Regions from separate parts of the Sus scrofa genome. Here region 1 is linked to region 2. A link is a contact called in public Hi-C data. All regions are on one chromosome and are shown on one strand. The core of a region is the stretch at or near the end of the contact, and the rest is flanking DNA. Distances in the headings are between cores, read along the strand shown.

What was found. A called contact is a pair of places that touch in the nucleus more often than the background predicts.
Region 1: a Hi-C map of brain shows a contact between it and region 2, with 9 times the contacts expected there. The contact joins the promoter of SYT4 here to the enhancer-like site in region 2. A contact is called at or near these places in 16 of 47 Hi-C or Micro-C datasets (alveolar macrophages, brain, embryonic fibroblasts and 10 more).

Annotation. Positions count from the first base shown.
Region 1 is chr6:127,390,723-127,394,157 of Sscrofa11.1, reverse strand. It overlaps SYT4 (synaptotagmin-4), which reads left to right and starts at 1,900. Exons shown (of 4, transcript XM_021096335.1): 1 at 1,900-2,275. The coding sequence starts at 2,242.
Region 2 is chr6:126,259,087-126,262,384 of Sscrofa11.1, reverse strand. No RefSeq gene overlaps it. Among named protein-coding and RNA genes, the nearest start is that of PIK3C3, 370 kb to the right of the region's middle. Within about 2 kb of position 1,939, at least 32 of the 83 cell types and tissues checked have an H3K27ac peak or open chromatin away from gene starts, as enhancers often do. A contact at or near this core is called in brain, embryonic fibroblasts, epiblast stem cells and 3 more, where this site is marked.

The DNA.
Region 1 (3,435 bases), core at 651-3,150, 1.1 Mb before region 2:
ATGAAAGAGTTACTACATCCACAATATCATTAGCTCTGGGTGAGATTACCATGTTTTATTACGATATGTCATTAGAAATGAGACAGCCCAGGGTAGGGTGGAGTTCGGTAGAAACAAAGTTTAAATAATCTAGATTAGTTTTGGATGACAGTGTTTTACCACCTACAGGTAAAACTAACCAGATATTAATTTATGTAGAATACATACATAAGTTATTATGTTAATGACAAGTGAATGTAATCATATGTTAGCTATAACTTAGCTAGAAAATGGTGTTTTTTTTGGTATTTTTAGGGCTGTACCTGTGGAATATGGAGGTTCCCAGGCTAGGGGTCAAATCAGATCTGTAGCCACTGGCCTATGCCACAGCCACACAGGATCCAAGACTCATCTGCGACCTACACCACAACACCAGATCCTTAACCCACCAGGCAAGGCCAGGGTTTGAACCCACATCCTAATGGATACTAGTTGGGTTCATTAACCACTGAATCTCAATGGGAACTCCAAAAATGTATTTTAGAAAACCTCACATGATATATTTTGTTTATTTGTGATGTGTATCACAAATAAATGCCACTGTCTCTTCCATCTATCTAATGGAAATATATTCCTAGGGACAAGGCCACCAAGTGCCTGTATAATTAAAGAAGTAAGTAATCTGAATGAAATGGAAGGATAAGGACACAAATACAGATTTTGCCAATGGAAACATTAAATACAGTAACTTTGTATGATTTCATAGCAGGAATATATGGGGTTAAAAAATCTATTAGAAGAATGCTAAAATGCAAAGTAGATGGGAGTGAGTAGAAAGGGAAAGAAAAGGGTCTTAGGTTTATAAAATTTTCCATGATGCAAAAGACTGAAGCCAATTTCTCCCTAGACAGTCCTGATGCTCAGAACAGCTGCTTGCCAATGTGCAGAAACCTGCCACTTGTACAAGAGCTTTCTGAGACTCACCCAGTACTCACTCCTCCCCAATCCCAGCACATACTGAATGCCACTTGCTCACTGAGCTCCAGAGCAAAGGGATTCTTTGTGGAGCAATAATTGAAAGTTGCAGTTATAGCGTGAATTCTCTTTGTTAAACTGCTAAACATTTTTTTAAATTTATTCTTTTAAAAAGGCCCACTCAGATTAAAATTAATCAGAATCTGAAACCATAATTTCCCAATTCCCCAGTCCCAGGAATATCATAAAAAATAATTTTTCTTTGAAAATAACCAATAATTATGAATGCATTTTTAGATTTTTGTATGATTCTTGTAACTATTTTGTAAAAACCTATTGGAAGTATGGACCTTTAACAAGAAATGTCATTCCAAAAGCAGTCTCATTTGATGCAAAATCATAGCTGAGATTGAGTCTAAATACAGAAGGGATTATTCCCATCTGTTTCTAAGTAATTTGACTGGTCAAATGTCAGATATTAAAGGAAGAGAGCTAACAAATAGATGGAAAAACAGCGTCAGCATGTTTAGACTCATAATTTATTAGAAAGTAAATTATAATTATAGTGAACTTATTTTATTTAAAATGGATCAATGTGCAGTGAATTTTTTAAACATAGCTATACTATATCAAATAAAAATTTATAAAGAAAACATAGTTTTGCATTTTACAATGGATCTTGATGCAGAATTTTTCCTCTTCTTATTCTTCCCTTAAATTGTCTCTGTAAATTGCATTATCCTGATAACACAGGCTCATTTTTACTAATCTAGATGATTAGAAGATTTTATATTAGAAAATAAGAGCGATGAGTTTTGGGACTCATCTCTTGTGCCTCTGAGCCCCAACAGAACATCAAACTAATCTCCAGTAGTCCAACAGTTAAAATAATTGATGAATGTGTGTTGAATTCTCAGGGCGGGGGGGGGGGGGAAGAGAGGAAGAAAGAAGGAAAGGGAGAGGAGAGGTTTGGAGGGAGGAGGAAAGGGAGACATGTGCTGATTTCAACCCTATAGCGTCAGAATTGCGTCAATTCGGGTTTCAGCCACGTCTAGAGTCTCGGAGACAGCTTCTCTGAAGAGCCAAAACAGGAACATTGGTAGCAAATCACTGTGCGTAGGCGAGTGGACCTCCCTCTTTGTCTCCTCCCCATTCCAGTCTTAGGTCCCTGGAGCTCTGCGCTGTTGTTTTCAGCACTAGGAAAAGCCAGCGCTTCAGATCCAGGCAAGTGAACCAAGCTAGGGAGTTTCCGTTCAGCACCTCGGACAGAACACGCAGCAAAAAAAAATGGCTCCGATCACTAACAGCCGGGAAGAATTTGGTAAGCAAGTTTTTCAACTTACAACTGAGGTTGTTCCCTGACTGATCCATGGCGAGGTGGGCTGTGTGTCTGTGTATGTGTATGCGTGTGTGTTTCTGCGGGGTGTTGAATATAGATTTCCGAGGTAGTTATTCTGAAAGGAAAATGAGAACTGTAAACAACAATCTAGCTTGTCTTTGGTTTCTCCCTTCCTTGATACCTTTTCCCTTAAAAATGCATTCTACTGGGGCGGTTTACATCTAAGAAGTCCCTAATCATTCAAGTAGCCCTATAAATTGCAGCACACACTTAGTAGAAAAAAAAAGGGGGTCTGTTTGCTTGCTGGTTTCATTAATTCTGTAGGTGATTTTTATTTGTATGTAAATGTATATCTAACTTATTGGGGAAGCCAAATGTTTCTGTGATTATATAAGGGTTTGATCTCGGTATAAAATAACTTGAATGTTGGACGTTTATAATGTATATTTTACTGCAGAGTGTACCGTAAAGTATTTTTTCCCCCTCTGCTATGTTTTTCTTGTATCCTTGAAATATGTTGCTAGTGAAAGACGCAGAATCCTATGATGCTAGGGTTAAAGGGATATTTGAAATGAGCTAGTTGAGTCCATTCCATTTCACAGGTGAAGTAACCAGAAACCAGAGAGATAAGGGAAATATTGAAGGTCAGTTAGCTAAAAGCTACTGAAAATTATAATTAGAATTTATATTTTCCTATTCAATTTCCCTTTCTTGTACCAGATTTTTGGCATGATTGCTCTCCCTCTCTCTTTCAGTAAATAAAATCAGATGTACTTCTTCAAGTATAAAAGTAGTATTTTTTAGGTTCCATTATATTCCAAAGGCAAGAGATCAGAGTTTTACCTTACATGTATTCAGATATATCAGGGAATTTATAAAGTTTGTTATTAAACTCAGTAAAATAACTGAGATCTTTGCTCTCAAAGCTTAGGACCTTATCAGTAAAGAAAATGTAGGGAGCAGGTGAGGCTTTCTATATTATATTGAATATTTTGTCATTTGACAGGAATATTAAATAGATACATTTTGTGGTATTATATTCAGAAATGTGTTTCTTTCACAGTTTTCCATTTGAGTGATTAAGTTTATATATTGTGATATATATTCCTAATTTCTTATTTGAAAGTCAGAAATTTTCAAAT
Region 2 (3,298 bases), core at 690-3,189:
GATTTCAGGCTTCCAAAACTGTGAGAAAATAGATTCTATTATTTAAGTCACCCAGTCTTTAGTATTTTGTTATAAGAGCCCAAGCAGACTAATACAGAGATGAATGCCAAAGACACTTGCCTCATGAAAGAACACTAATTTGTGCAGTTTCTGTCAATGAGAGGCAAAATAGTCTGCTTGGAAAGGGTCTAAGATAAGGAGAATGCATTTCAAGATTTGGGCTCTTACAACAGAAGAAAAACATTACCTAGTATTACCATGATTATCCAGAGTTTTAAGAATTTTAAAGGTTGTAAATCCAGACCCCAGTGTTTCAACGTGGTAATACCAAAGATTGATATTTGGATACCTCAGAATGTGAGGCTGAATTTTTTTTTTCAATTGCCTTCTTTTTCTTAGAATGTGTGAATGAGACCCAGATATCAAAACATTTCTAAAATTCTTGACCTAAATATGTCCTTTTCACAGAAATGTGAAATGGATAGTTTAAGTTTGAAAACTCCAGGGGTGGGGGTCCTGCTTACATTCCTATTCTTTCTCATGATCTGCCCCAACTCTCTCTCCAGACACGAGGTCTCAGTGCATTCCCCCCCCACCCGCCCCAAGTTGCACACCTTTCCCACAGTCCTATGATTCCATTAAATATAGCTATTGCATAGTCCATGTCTTTAGCTTCTCTTCCTATCAGCACCAAACCAACCAAATAGTTGGAACTACACATGAATTACTGTATTAACTAAGAAGGAAAGAGTATATGGCAGTAAACAGTTACAAAACTTCAATCATTTAATGCATCAAAAATTTTTGTTGCCTTTTTCTCATTCACAAGATGAATATCTAGCAAGTGAGGGTTCAAGCTAACAGAAGGGTCAATGTGACACATTCCTGGCTGTTAGAATCACATAGCTTAGGTTAAGAAAATGAAAGGTCAAGTGGATATATGTACACGTATAACTGAATCACTTTGCTGTACACCTGAAACTAACACAACATTGTAAATCAACTATACTCCAATACAGGATAAAAATTAAACTTAAAAGAGTAAAAAGAAAATGAAAGGTCTAGTGCCAGTATTTAAAAACTTAGGCCAGGAAATGATATAGAACATCTGTGTCCACAGCCCACTGCTAGAAGGAGTCGTCACCAGCTCCACCTAACTGCAAAAAAATGTGGGGAAAAATCATTCTCCCAAATATAACAGTGGGTTTCAAACTTCAGTGCGTATCACAATTGCTTGGAGGGCTTGTTAAAACACAAATTGCTGGGCCCACCAAAGAGGTTTCTGATTCTGATAATTTCCATTTCTAGTAAGTTCTCAGATGAAGATAATGCTGCTGGTCCTGGGACCTTCCTTTGAGAACACTGCTAGAGGGACAGTGCTCAAACCAGGCTGTACACTAGAATCACTCAGACGGCTTTACGAAAATATGCATGCTTAGGTCCCATCCCCAGAAATTCTGATTTAATTGAGTGAGAGTGGAGGCCTGGCATCAAAAATTCCCCTGTACAGCCAGGGTTGTACTTCAGAAGAACATAATTTAAATATGGTTGGAGGATATTCTTTAAAGGGCTCATACTACAGATGAAAAACAAACAGAAAAAGCTCAATACCATAGAGTGGAATAGTGGCACCTCCAGACCTAAAAATCAAATGCCCTGGATCCCAGGTATTACCATTTCCCTTAATGGGACAGCTCACAGAACAAGCAGTATTTTAAGACCAATTTACCCCCCAAATTTCTCCCACTCTGCTTAAAACAGATCTGTCTCTCTCTCTCTCTCCAGGCAGACTCTGGCTCTCAGGGCGTAGCCGCCCTGTCAGGCAAAGTGGGCCCACCTCCCGTCCTCTTGTGCTGCTGAGGCTGCCACCGGGGAGGTTGCCCAAGCAGGCTCCCTCCTCCTCACGGCTGCTTACTGAACATCCTCGCCCCGCGCAGCCCTGCTCTGGCTGCCTGACCCAACCCCTCGCAGACTCTACCTCCGCCCCAGGTCTGGGGCTGGGGGGAGGGAGGCGGCAAAGTGGCTGATAGTGAAGGAGGAGCCCACTTCTAAAGAAATGGAAAAGAAATGAACAAGCTGCTGTCAGGTGCCCTTGGGTCCCGCATTGACTGAATCCAGGCCGTCAGAAGGCAGAGCAAGAGGAATTGCATTTTAAAAAGCAACTGAGAGAGATTAAACCGAGCTACCCAACCATCTCACATTCAGAGTTTCCGGCCTTATCCCCAACACAAACACAGTGTTCATTTGCCAATTATGGAATTTTACTGAATTCATCAACTCTAAGTATAAATAAATAAGGGCTGATCTGCCTTGCCTTTACAGATTTTGAGCTGATTTAACAGCCATCTGATAAACACACCCTGCATCTCTAATGGCCTCTGGCCCACGTCTCGGTGTAAAACTGAGAAACATCGCCATCTGCTGGCCTTGGAGCCCACGTGCGTGGAAATTTCCACCCGTTGCCTTCAAAAAAAGCAGCGCTGTAGGAAGGCAGCATTAGGTCTGGAAATTCTACAAAATGGTTGAAATTCTCTGTAAATCATTCAGTTCTTTTCATCGAACTATATGAAATTTTGGTTCACTTTCTGCTGTGTAATGTATGTATATGAACGGGTTGAGGAGGGGAGGCCTTTTGCATGTACCTTTATATATAGTCTTTTTTTGGTTGCCTCTATCTTTCCTTAATATGTTCCATGTTGGGAGTTCCATAGGTTCATTCAACCAATATCAATTGAGTTTTGTTCATGTGCTGAGAATTCATACTGAAATCATCAAATCAGAGAGGCTGAGGAGAGGGAAATAGAAGAAAATTTCAGCCTCTGAGTCTGCATTGACAAGAAATCTGAGCTGAGGTTCTGTTGTTTCAATTTCTGTGAACCACGTTGGAAAAGCTTCTCAGCCCAACCAGATGATTTATCCCTAAGACTGTCAAACTAATACCCTCTGTGTCTTCTTCTGCACTATATCCTTCTTGGAAAATAGGAGAGGGCGATTTTTATGACCTAAAAGAGGGTTATCTCAGCCCATGATCTGTGTGCTTGATTCCTCCTCCTCCCCTTCTTCTTCCGTCTTCAGGTACCTCCCCAAGTCCATATCTACATACAGTGCTGACATCTCTGACAGCCAAAGCGAATTGGATAGTATGGTTTCTTTTGCTTTAATTCTATACTAGTGGAATTTATTTAAAATGTACAGTAGATGTATAGGGGATGAAGTGGGGGAGAAAGTGCCAAGACAGAGTGCAAGGTAGAGAAGTGGAAGCTGTTTTTGCCTTTGGTGCCAAGCCTTAGGGGAGTGA